Linked DNA regions of Bicyclus anynana: region 2 is linked to region 1. Evidence: chromatin contacts called from public Hi-C data. All regions are on one chromosome and are shown on one strand. Each heading gives the region's core, a stretch centred on a gene start, on an enhancer-like site or on the middle of the called end of the contact. The rest is flanking DNA. Distances are from core to core; before and after follow the strand shown. Region 1 has its middle 20 kb from the start of LOC128198777. Region 2 has its middle 8.6 kb from the start of LOC112046569.

The links. Hi-C and Micro-C count contacts between places; a contact is called where the count stands out from the background.
Region 2: a Hi-C map of whole body shows a contact between it and region 1, with 5 times the contacts expected there. The contact joins two enhancer-like sites. A contact is called at or near these places in 2 of 2 Hi-C or Micro-C datasets (whole body and whole larva).

The regions. Positions count from the first base shown.
Region 1 is chr15:4,892,788-4,899,631 of ilBicAnyn1.1, forward strand. No RefSeq gene overlaps it. Among protein-coding and RNA genes, the nearest start is that of LOC128198777, 20 kb to the left of the region's middle. Within about 2 kb of position 1,389, at least 2 of the 8 cell types and tissues checked have open chromatin away from gene starts, as enhancers often do.
Region 2 is chr15:5,184,764-5,191,902 of ilBicAnyn1.1, forward strand. No RefSeq gene overlaps it. Among protein-coding and RNA genes, the nearest start is that of LOC112046569, 8.6 kb to the right of the region's middle. Within about 2 kb of position 4,293, at least 5 of the 8 cell types and tissues checked have open chromatin away from gene starts, as enhancers often do.

The DNA.
Region 1 (6,844 bases), core at 139-2,638:
TATTCTTTTTTATATTATGTAACTCGCACTAGAACGGCATGGTGGGTTCCATCCAGCCCTTCCTTTCTTCTATAGAGAGACATCCTAATTGGCTATGGTAGACTGATGATGATGAAATTTATAGTCCAATGGTAACAGGGGAAAAACTAATTTCTAATTTAAATGTCACATGTTTATTTAATCAGCGGTTTTTGCAAACTAGCTAGTACCTTTTTTACGATAGAGAAGACAGATCAAAACAGACAATGCTCATTAGATATAGCATCCACACTTGAAATAAAAACATTTGAAAGTCATAAAATTCAAATTATAGAAATAGTCAATAGATGTACTACAAAATATAGCTAGCATCCCTACTTAGAATTAAAGAATTGAAGTTCAATGAAATTATGAAAATATAAATTTACCTAACTAAAACAGTAGGTATGCTAATTATGACAGAAGACCGTATAACCCAAAAAACTTGGAATATTAATGTCACGCAATCTATAACCGTATAATACCATAAAACCATTAAGCACAAAAAGTTATCAAACAATAATAATAATTGGTGTTGGTATAAAAAAAGACAAGAGACACTCGAAAGAATATCGAAGGAACGCGGTCGAAACTGACTAACTTTTGAAACGTTATATGGACGGCAATAAAATGTTCGTTCTGTACGAACACAATACTTGCAGAAATATTTTTGAATACGGAATTAGGTTTGCCAAAAGCGCGGGGAGCAGATAAGGCAAAAAAAAAAACAAATTTGTAACGGGTAAAGTTTTTGGAGGCCGAATGTCTCCCTTGGGTGCTGAATCTTCGGCATTGCTCGTAAAACGCGGGACGTGGCCAAGCGAGCAAATTTGTCCTGAGTGCGACCTATGACGTTTTGATGGAACGCTCCCAGACCGATTCTCGTACCCTAGATTCATATTCATAACCGACGCTCCGTTGCTATCGCTTTCTATCTGAATCCTCCATATTTTTTTTAGAAATATTACATGTCTACTTTTACAAAATGCGAATAGATTAGCTCGTTAAAAATGCCTTTTAAAAAGTAAAACTCCATTCCAAACAACTCGAAGAAATAACAGAGAAATGTCCCTTGCATGATGCTCGCCTCTTCAAAAGAATGGCACCCGTGTCTAAGCTATCTTGTAGGAATTTTAAATTGGACGAATCGCTCAAATGTAAATGGTTTTCCTTTATACCCCATCCTCTTGGGCAGCCCACCCCCATCTATAGCGCGCCTAGAGGCGACTGGCATACCAACACACGCACACATACGGCAAAGCCTACGTCGCAAATCACCAATACAACGAGATCCCTGTGCTTACATACGTCATCCGTACTCCAGCCTCGTTTGCATAGACACGCGGGAGGTTTAAAGGTGCAACATACAGTGGTATCGTTAAGCTAACGCATACAAGCCCGCTTCACACAGGCTCGCCTCTCATCTCGAACGTACAACTAGTAATGCGAGTGTGAATACGTAAATACGCGTCAAGAGCGCGAGTTCAAAAACGCGAAAAGCAATATGTCTTCATAGCGGTGCAGGAAATCTTTTTCGGGGACTCTAACAAAGGAGTGCGAGTTACTATCGGGGAAGGAAATCACATGTTTTGAATGCGTTGTCAAAGTAATGTCCTCTGAGTATTTTTATATTGACACCGTTTAAATATCCTTCATAAGTAGCATCTGAATAAAATATAGACTACAAAAGGAATTACACAAATGTCGCATAGTAATAAATGACCTATATTGCGTCTGCAACAGTCGAGGAAATAAAAATTTGTACTGATTTGCGGTTACTTTAGCACGGCACTAGATTTTTCGACATTTATTTTTAATCATCATACTCACATGTACCGCTCAGAAGTGACGGCATAGTGCTCAGAGTTATTTTCTAATATAGTAACAGCCTTCTTAGCGTTATTCATTTTGGTTCATTTTACAGGTAATTTTTTTTCAAGGGTTTGTAGTATAAATACACCAACTTTACTAAATGCAACTTTGCAAATAAATAGCACAATATTAAATTTATTTAATTTTTAGTTTACAAACACTACTCTCTAGTAAATAAATACCTCATGTTTGTTTTAGTGATTACCACTGGTTCGGCAAATTTTATAAATTAATTATTCGTACCGACTCCTCCTGTGAAAGTAAATCTTTGCCTTCAAGCATCTATACCCAATCAAAATATTCATCGTACCTATTATGCTTTTCTTAAAACTACGTTTAAAAGTTTAGCACATAGTTTAAAATTGGCAGATTAAAAATTAAATTTTTAAAAATTATTCAATAGATATTATTTTTAACTTAGTCATGTCTTACTTTTGGACATGTGCTTCGTAATACTAATATTATTTAGTTGGGTAATGGATATACAAAACCGGTTTTTAAAATTCTTTTACCATTAGAAAGCTACGTTTTTAATGAATAACATAGGCTAAATTTTATCCCAGTATTTCAACGATACCGGGAACTATGCAAGTAAAACCGCGGGGCGGGTTTGATAAAACTGTACTAATTCTAATTTGGTGAAGTAATGCGATGAACCCAGCACTATCAGGGATCACTATCAGTCTGGGTGGGTTACGATAACCAATAGCTTTAATTAATCAGCCTCTCCCACACATTAAACCTTTACGACTTCGCCTTAGCACGTGAGCTACAGAAAATAGCATTTGATCCTAAGAAATCGTTCAACATTGATGTTACTTTAGTCATATATACAGGATGTCCCCTTAATATTACGACATACTTTACAAGGTGATAGATGACATCAATGCCTACTAAATGCATTATTATAATGTTAGCCGAAATTTTAATTTTTTTTTTATAATATAATTGATTTTTGTACTTTGTATAAAAATCAATATAATTTAAAAACTGTAAAATTTCGGCTAATACACATTGCGTTATTTTAGTAGGCCTTGATTTCATCTATCGCCTTGTAAAATATGTCGTATTTTTTTATTCTTTACAAATTAGCCCTTGACTATAATATCACCTGGTAAGTGATGATGCAGTCGTATGTACTATAATTGTTTTTTGTATTTTGCACAAATATCTATATAATTTAAAAACCGTAAAATTTCGGCTACTACACCTACATAAACGAGTATTGCGTTATTTTAGTAAGCCTGGTGGGAGGCTTCGGCTGTGGCTAGTTACCACCCTACCGACAAAGACGTACCGCCAAGCGATTTAGCGTTCCGTTACGATGTCGTGTAGAAACCGAAAGGGGTGTGGATTTTCATCCTCCTCTTAATTTTTTAGCCCGCTTCCATCTTAGATTGCATCGTCACTTACCATCAGGTGAGATTGTAGTCAAGGGTTAACTTGTAAAGAATAAAAAAAAAGAAGGCCTTGATGTCAGTTATCATCTTGTGCAATATGTCGTAATATCTACGGGACACCCTGTATATAGGTGCAGGTGGCATACTAAGTCATTAAGACATGATTTATGCCCTATTGTCTTTTTCTTATTTTACTGGTAGGTATTAAATCCTGTTCTATATTATTATGATGTCAGTAGGTACTTCTCGTGAAGTAAAATTTCCCAATGTGTACACAAGTATTTGCAGGTTTTATCTAGTTATGTAGTTGTTAGTGTTGCCAAAAATCTAACTAGATTGGACCAATGAAAGTCTACTACTACTACTACTACATCATATTTACCGTAGCGGGTCAATAATTAATCTTAGTAAGGGCTATAAAACTTGTAATATACACTAAAATTAGAATTTAGGTAGTGTTATACATTCATAATTTTGTATTTTACATAACCAATAACTCATTAGTTGTTTAACTTAAATAGTTTTTAAGGGCTAACCTCATTTATGTTTTTTCGCTCTCTTGTAAAATTTAGTTTTAAGCCCATACCACAGTAAAGATATTACAAGCAGTATAATAACTCGGCCGTATTTTTGAAATAAATACCTACAGCCGCGCGGTACGTAAACATGTCATAGGGCTGCCCGCATGCAGCAATTTAATTACATTTGCTAACTTTGTGTTTCCACTTAGTTTTGTGATTGTAAATAAACTTTTTTTATATAAACAAATAAAATACTTTGTAAATTGTAGTAAAATGGGAAGTGATAAATAAAAATGCGTGTTTTTTGATTGGTTGATGTAATTAAGGCTGATACTACGTCAATGATCTTGAAGGATTGGTCGTATTCTTAAACATATTTATTTCGGTGATGCCATCTAGGTATTACCTCCACACTACGTGAACAAATAAAAAAAAGATAAATACCTTCATGAAATTGTAGTGATTTAAAATAGATAATGAAACAATGAACAAACGCACTAATTGTCCCTACGATACGATAGTTTCCCTAGATTTCTCTAGGATGCCATTATCAGATCCTGACATGAAAAAAATGGGACTAACCTGAAAGAATATTCATCCAAACAAAAAAGAAACGGTTTACAAATGACGGAAATATCGCTGTAAATACGATACGATTCTTTTTGGAAGTCGGTTAAAATTCTTGTCACCAATGCCAAGCTGAGCAAAAGTTTTATGAGCTTGCACATTAAAGTGCATAAAATCCGCCATTTTGATTTTTTAAGAACTAAGTTACCCAGTGACACTCGGCCTATCTAGACGAGTCTAATGACATATCATTTATCAGTATGTGTGCTTGGCAAATTTGTAACACTCCCGAAGGTCGGCGCGGTCCGGGAGGGGGGTAACGATGCCCAGCGCGTACGACTTCACACCCGCGCAGTCCTTTCCTCCCGTCGCCCGCATACAACAACAAGTCATAACATTCAAACACATACTCCTCCTTTGGGCTTCGCCGCAGTCGGGTAACAAAACACAAATGATCCGAGCACAGTCACACAATACATTGTACAAGCAGTCGAGGTTTTAATACAAGCTTATCGTACCTACTGTATCGTGATTCATGAATATAGCTACATATTTGAATCGTGTCAATCACTTTCCTTTACTCTATTCACTTTATTTACTAATCCAGATACCTACCTTTATTCTGGAGATAAAAGGAAATACCTTATCCATTAAAAAATACAAGATTATGTACCTACCTACTAATAAGTAAATTTATTTTAAAGTTAACCTTTCAGAGTTTCCAGGTAACTTAAAAAAAGTTATCTCTGGATGGGATAATTTTGAATTCATGCATCCAAAAACGGCCCAGTATTTCCTACTGGTCATAATTAAAAAAATCTAATACTATTAATACACTTTACTCTGTTAATACACCGTGCGTTCGTTCGTCACCGCGGCACAGTCGCGACTGTCTTCACCCTACGATCACCCCATGTTCAAGGAGCGTAGGTATAGCTCGCGTTTCGACCTCTAGTATGAAGTCCAACTACTGGTTGTAATATCTTTTCTGTGCCCATACTAGGTTTTGAAATGGGACAGCCGTGGTACATTATATAGCTATCTCTGCGTGATCGAATCAGAAATGAGGAGATCCGCAGAAGAACCAAAGTCACCGACATAGCTCAACGAGTTGCGAAGCTGAAGTGGCAATGGGCGGGGCAGATAGGTCGAAGAGCCGATGGACGTTGGGGTCCCAAAGTACTGGAATGGGACCCCGCAGTAGTAAGCGCAGTGTTGGCCAACCCCCAAGGTGGACTGACGACATCAAGCGAGTCGCAGGGATTCGCTGAATGCAGATGGCTCAGTATCGTGATGTTTGGAAGTCCCTACAAAAGGCCCATGTCCTGCAGTGGACAGTCCATCGGCTGATATGATGATGATGAAGTAAAAACTAAAAATAAAACTGCCACTGCCTTTTGGGGTTTGTTTTTAATGAACTCACATAACTGTTGAATTTCTCAACAAGGTATCATTAATGGTTTTTAAAATTAATAGTTTAATGTAAAACTTTTAAGCTATTCAACACTAGATGGCGCTAGCAGTCCGTCTTATTACTAACTGTTTGTATCAGCTTGGTCAATACGAAAACTGCAAGAATTTATTCAAAGTAAGATAAATCATTTACATACTTTCCTCGTTATATTAAAACAAACTTTATTTCCTCGTTTCAAAACTTTTCAGTTTTAATGAATGAACTCGAACTGTCAGTACTTTTTCCATTTATAAGTTGAGCGCCTCTTAACTTTAATATTAATTTATCTTTGAATATTTTAGAAGGATATTTTCAGTGAATAATTTCATATTAATAACTCCACTTCAAATATGTTAAAGCCTAATTTCTTTTATTGCAATAATATTCTGAACCTTACCTGCTGATATGTTTTCTTACATTTTATTTCAGAAATTATTTACTGCTCGGGAAGTAATTAACAGAGCAACCTAATCATAACATATCTGAAGAACATTACGTTTTTTTTATTGAAAACGTCAGTAGGTTGTACAAATTAGATGTTTTAAATAGGGGAAAATATATAGACGGGAAGCCAAAGAAGGGGTTTTGGTATTAACTCAGAGCACGAACGCGTCAGATAAGGCTTATCTGACGCGTTCGTTCGCGTAAAAGGCAGTTTTCATGCTTTTGACTATTTCGACCAAATACGAGCCCTCAAAATCGGTGGTTGCGCATAAGGCAAGGTTAAAAATGCAGTGCAAGAGGCGACCTTATCACTAATAGTGATCTCTTCTTGAGAACTTGAAGGAGCAGATAAAGCAGTGAGTGTTATATTCTAATTTAACAAATTTAAAAGATATCTTTTATCAAGCGGGTTGCAGGGAGCCGCTGGATGCTGGCGGCTCGAGACCGTTGTGCTTGGAGGTCCATGCAAGAGGCTCATGTCCAGCAGTCTATCGGCTGGGTAAGAAGGTAAGGTAAATCTAAAAGGTCATCGCGACGCTTGATTGACGCTTGTTTATATTGCACCTTCC
Region 2 (7,139 bases), core at 3,043-5,542, 290 kb after region 1:
GTCACTCTACTAAAAGTCTTCGCCTCACACGATCGAAGCTTGCATATTATTTGGACTCACGCACACATACACAGCGAGCACGTGTGTGCGTCAATCGCTATTCACGATTTTCGCATCGATGGTGTTGGTATTGATTTCGTATTGTCGTTAGCTCGCGACATGAAAAAGAAAAGGGGTTTTAGGAAGCCTACAAACTTTTCTAAATTCTTCTTAGCTGCTTCATTTTTGGATGTACGATATTAATCGTCGTTTTGGTCCTCGATTGATTGAGTTGTCGTAATTATGCATTGATGTTGAGTGTTCTGTTGTCACTTATTCTTATCGTGACTTATTTATTTTTTACTTGATCTGGAACCTTCACTATTACCTCTTACGCAACGAACACATCGATGTGACCAGGATTGCTTTCGCAGTTGTATTCACAGTTGCAGTTGCAGTTGCATTCGCTGTTGAGTTCGCTGTTGATTTTGCATTTGATTTCACTGTTGCACTCTTTATTACTTTCAAGGTTACTTTTGCTGTTAATTTTGTGGTTGTATTCGTATTTGTATTCGTAATTGCATTCGTGTGGGTTATAAAATAGCGTCTTGCATCTTAATTCAACAAAAAATGTTTATGTTCAAAATATTTCGATTCAGTTTTTGCTTTATTTATGTATTTATATGTATTTATCTTTATATTAATTCTTATTTAGAGCTCCAATATTTTACAGTGTTATAATAATAATATATATAGTTCTTTCTTCTATATCTAGGTAGGTATACATTTCACCTTGACTATATACTTTAAATATTTAAAATATTGATATTACTTAAATATTTATATTATTTTATACACATTAACAAAATACCAAATTATTATTGCCGATATTATGTCTAAATAAGGATTGCCATTAAACAATAAATTCAAAGCATGCAAATTTCAATGCAAATTGAATAGTCTTCACCTATTTGTAACATTTTATGTGTAACATTTAAAACAAACATATTATTAATGAAAATTACTCGATATGATGTCCTACATAGATCATGTTTAGCAACCACCTGCTATTTATTTATTTCACTGTAACAGAACTCGATTACAACAACTTCTTCTTCAAAATACACATCCGATAGATAATAAACGCGAAAGATGTTTACTACGATTTCACGCAAAAACTACTGATTCAGTAGTTTTTGCGTGATGAATAATGGTTTGAATTTTGAATGACAATAAGTTGTCTCTTGAATTAACATATAGGCTTTTTATCTCGAAAAAATATATACGGTTGCAGAGGTATTTGTACCTAAACACTACCAAATTTCACGCGGAAGAAATTTAATCTACCAAAAATAATTTTTGGGTCATTCTTTGAAACAAAAGACATCCGTTAATCTAATTTATAGAGCCGTGATAGCCCAGTGGATATGACCTCTGCCTCCGATTCCGGAGGGTGGATATTTAAAATGCACACAACTTTTCAGTTGTGTGCATTTTAAATATCACGTGTCTCAAACGGTGAAGGAAAAACATCGTGAGGAAACCTGCATACCAGAGAATTTTCTTAATTCTCTACGTGTGTGAAGTCTGCCAACCCGCATTGGGCCAGCGTAGTGGACTATTGGCCTAACCCTCATTCTGAGACTTGAGCTCAGCAGTGAGCCGAATATGGGTTGAGAATGATGAATCTAATTTATCGAGTATTACTATATCAGCAAAAGAACAAGTGTTTATAGACTAATGCCGTTTACTGTACGATTTTACAAAGAAAATTCGGCGTAGAGGAATACGTCACGCGGTTAAATATGACAAATTGCGTTCGGGTGTGTAATCTCCCTAAAAGAGAAAAAGGGTCTCAGACACGGGCGCCATTAGAAAAATGTCGCGATAAGGATGTTCAATCATTTCGGTACCAATAAGGGGCGCTATCGATTTTGCGAAAATGTCACCCGAACGATATCGAATATCGCAAATGCGGTGTCACCCTTCCCGGACTATTTTTAAATTACATTTTTGCATTATCATATGTTATACAGTTACCTACATCTTTCTACTAGATGTAAATGTTTTTTTTTTTTTTAATTATTATTTATCATGTTTTATGTACTCCGACGTAGACTTTCGTTTTGACATGTATAATTTTATGTTTATTTCAAATTTAAATTGTATTTCGTAATTAAAACAATTGTATGATTGTGGGTAAGTAATATATACTCAAACAATTATATATATATTGTAAAATTTGCGCGCCATTTATATGGCAATACACTATGACTTTATATTTGCATGACCATCTTGTATATTTAAGTGTATTATGGCAAATAAAGTTCATTTCATTTCATTTCAAAGTCGAGTTGCGTAAATCGGATCAGCTCGTAATTTGTACCACGTCAAAATCTTCCAATCAGTGATGTTTAATTTTGAATTGGCAACACTAAAAAGCAGTACTACCAATATGACGCAATCGCTGCCATTTTGGATTCACTGACACTACAAATTGAAGTATAATAAAGAAAAATTAAATTGGAAACTTAATATGATATTTATCAAATAGCTATTGTTAGTAATTCTTAAGTCACATGATTTTATACTTACTATTTATTCAATGCTTACTGCTATTAACTATTTTGACCTTTATTAAAATAAACATCAAATCAGCTGAAAAATGTCATCTATGTATCTATGTATCCATAGGTTGACAGTAGGTAGGCACCATATGAGGATGCCTTTTGTGACATAGAATCTCAATTTCGTTTATGTCAATTAACATACATTAGTGAATGAGCCTGCTGGTAAAAAATGAGGTTATATGTAAAAACTGACACCCGGTGGCTACTGACAACCCTTCGTGGATATCATAGTGGAGTAGTGCACAGTTGACATTGTGATTTTCGTTAATAATGGGCTTTAAGGAATACGAAAAATTTGGTTGTTGTTAATATTTAGGTGGCTAACAAATTAATTATGTCAAAGTTAGTGAATATGTTAGAATACTTACGTACAAGTACAATTTACGTTGATTTTTTAATACCTAATGAAAAAGTGCTTTTTGCTATAAATAAAACAACGTACCTACTTAAAGTGTATCTAAGTAACAATTTCTAAAGAATCCTTTATTCTTGTTACAGGTAACCCCACAAAGTACGAGTAACACCCAGTTATCACCACAAACAAGATAGTTTTGGTAAGAATGCCAAGAAAGTTCAACCACGTAACCATAACAATAACTGCAATAATGTTACGATTCACTCGTAAAATAACGCATAAACCTAATTCTTCTATTCGCTAAGAGATGGCAGCACATATGGTGCGCTTAGAAATGGTTCGTATCTAAGTCGGACCACACGTTGGTAACACACGTGACTGCGAGGGAGATTTTCTCAAGTTTTCCTTTCGCGGGTGGTTCATTACTTGCGAGCTCATAGTTTCGCAATTAACGAATAGGGGGCGGTAGACGCTAGTTAAGAGTTTAGAAAAGAAATAGTGAAGTGACTAGTGACGAGACGTGAAGATAGTTTAATAATTAATTTATACCTCAATTATTATTATAAGTTATACGTACTTGAATTTGTGTGTTACATTAATTTTTAAAACTAAACATTTTGATTTCTGGCATAAATGTAAGAGGAATGTATGAAAGACAACATGAAAGACAGTAACATTCAATTCAAGACGTGTCGTAGTCAGGTAAAAATTATAAACCGGACAAGTGCGAGTTAGACAGGCCTACCGGGAGTTCCGTACGCTGTTTTTTTTTAGAATTTCAGACTCTTGTTTTATAAGATTAAATTACAAATTACAGTTTTGAGATTCCTTTTGTGGTATAGTTATAACGATGTTACTACCTTACTTGCCAAACATAGTTTAAGGTCAACCCTATGAGTTTGGTTCCCATAAGAGTGTTGAAATATGCGTTTTTTACTGAATACATAGCCGAAAGGGAGTCTGTCAAAACCCTTATTTAAAAAAAAGAAAATTTGCCATATCTTTTTAAATATGACCAATATTTGTATTCCCCTCTAACTAATCGGAAAAGACTGTATTAGTGCGTGCGACTATAGACCAACGGGGCGGGAATCGAACCACCACCCCTCGGTGATGAGTCCGACCGTTCTTACCGTTGAGCTATTGAGACTAAATATTTATTCAATAGTCAACAAAATAATCTCTTAGGGGTTCCGTTTTTTTCTTTGAGTTACGGAACCCTAAAAAGTAAATAAAAAAATTACAGTCTATATACAGGGTGTTCACTGTTCAGTTCAACGTCAAACAGCGCTATGTCTACGACACACGAGCGTAAAGTCACGGTTACATCACGCGGTACGGTTTACGATACTCCAAGGTCAGGGGTTGGTTGGGTCAACGGCCGCACTGCTTTGTTAAGTAGACGGGTCAACGCGACGCGCGAATATTTTCCTTATTTTTTTTTTCAAATTTAGAACGCCTGTTAGGTTGGTAGCTGGTGTCTTATTTATTTTAAATTTGGAACAACTGTTTGGTTGGTACAAGTTACCAAGCTGTTACGTAGCATTTTATTTGATTTTGGAATGATCAGTTGGTGATTCGAACAGGTGGAAAGTGTTATAGCCATACCTACACATAAAAACTTTTTGCTAAGGTTTAAAAAAGTACCGTTCGTTTTTAGACTGTTGATAAAGGTTTTATATTACATTACAGCACAAGTGCATTTTACTTTACATTACGGCACATGTGCTTAATGAGATACATTACAATGTCAAAATTGTTGAAATAACAGATACTTTACGAGCAAATGTGTTATAAACGATAATATACCTAATGATTCTTTATTAACATCCGAATTGTAGTAGTTTTGTGGGTCTAAGCTTTTGATACCCTCTGCGATAAAAAGGGAGACCTTAGCTATTTAGTATTTTACTGTAGAATAGAGTGATAACTATCAAGTGTTTGCTATTATCCTTTTTTTTAATATTATTATTTACAAGTTAGCCCTTGACTACAATCTCATCTGATGGTAAGTGATGATGCAATCTAAGATGGAAGCGGGCTAACTTGCTATGAGTATGATAAAATGCACACCCCTTTAGGTTTCTACACGACATCCTACCGGAACACTAAATCCCTTGGCGGTACGTCTTTACCGGCAGGGCGGTAACTAGCCACGACTGAAGCCTCCCACCAGCCGGAGCCGGACCATTTCGACGGCCTCCGTGGTGCAGTGGTATGCGCGGTGGATTTACAAAACGGAGGTCCTGGGTTCGATCCCCGGCTGGGCCGATTGAGGTTTTCTTAATTGGTCCAGGTCTGGCTGGTGGGAGGCTTCGGCCGTGGCTAGTTACCACCCTACCGACAAAGACGTACCGCCAAGCGATTAAGCATTCCGGTACGATGTCGTGTAGAAACCGAAAGGAGTGTGGATTTTCATCATCCTCCTAACAAGTTAGCCCGCTTCCATCTTAGACTGCATCATCACTTACCATCAGGTGAGATTGTAGTCAAGGGCTAACTTGTAAAGAATAAAAAAAAATTATAAAAGCTCAATCGACCCAGCAGGGGATCGAACCCAGGGCCTCCGTCTTGTAAATCCACCACGCATACCACTGCGCCACGGAGGCCTTCAAAACATGATCATCAGAAGTCTGTTTCCTAATTCTAACCTATAACTTACATATTTAAAACAAGAATAGGCTTCTGCGAGGTAATCGTATTGTAAGGTACTTATACCATCGAAGTCTATACTAATATTATAAAGCTGAAGAGTTTGTTTGTTTGCTAATCTCAGGAACTACTGGTCCGATTTGAAAAATTCTTTCTGTGTTAGATAGAAAATTTATCGAGGAAGGCTATAGGCTATGTATTATACCCGTATTCCTACGGGAACGGAAACCACAAGGGTAAAACCGCGCGACGTCAACTAGTGTTATGATAAAAACGGAAAATTTCTTAAGCCATCTAGGTTAACATATCTAATATAACGAATATGTTGGTTTTCATATAAGTTCTTGAATATCGTGTAATTTGTACTTACTTAGCTCAGATAGTAATCGCATAATACGTAGGCAATACTTTGTAATACTAATTTTTGCGTTAACTGGGGTAAACTAAGTATGTCAATGTATAATAAATTGAACGAGCTGGTTAGGTATTTCACAACTGTCATTTACTGATGTTATAAGATAAGAAGTAATTAATATACTCAGTTGGCTGCTTACTTGAAATGAAGCCTATTTATAGTAGAGCCTAGGCTATATCTATAGGTAGGTATGTTCCCAAAAAAAATCTCGAAAAATTAAGATAAAGTCAAAGTTTATTTATTTCAAATAAGCAGGTTTAGTTTACAAGCACTTTCGAAACGTCAGGTATAAATATTATTAGAAAATGGTGATAATAATTGTTGAAAACATAAAATAAAAGTTACGATGGTTTCAAACGCGCCTTGGTCCTCGAAGAGCCCACAACAAACTCAGCCAGGGTTTAATAGGGAATAGAATAGGTTTATAAGTAGTAAGTAGGAATTTCATAAACTAAGTACTAAACGCCAAGACGATACCTAGAAAAATTTAAAATTTGTCAAAAATATTATATTATGAACTATCTACTTCGCATTGACTATTCATTTCTTTATGTAATCTTAATCATGGGCCGGATAGGGTAAATCTACCTTTAGTAGAGCTTGTATTAGTTGTGTTTTTTTAATTAAAGATATGCTCTCGCTTGACTACAATTAGGTATGCCTGTTGGAAAGTAGTTATACGATCTAAGTTGGAGCGCGCCTAGGAGATGCCTACTCACTCTTGTGTAGGATTAAAAATACCTACACCCTGTGCCACAGAAATCACGTTAAGACATTAGCCCTGGTCTGTCTGATGGTGATCGTTATAGAATCAAATCTCGCCAACCCATGTTGGTTTAACGTGGTGGGCTCACCAGATCTAGTGTTCGTTTACACGTGCAGCAGCTGCTGCCGACTGCAGTCAGTGACGTCTCGGCGGCAGCCAACGGCAGTCGGCAGTCAGTGACGTCTCGGCAGCAGGCGATGGCAGTCGACTGCTGTTGGCTGCCGCCGAGACGCCGTCGACTACAGTCATCGGTAGCAATTACCGCTCGTGTAAATGAACCCTAAACCCCAAATTTACAAGGACGAAGACCTTGTAGTGTTTCATTAAAAATGATAATTAAAT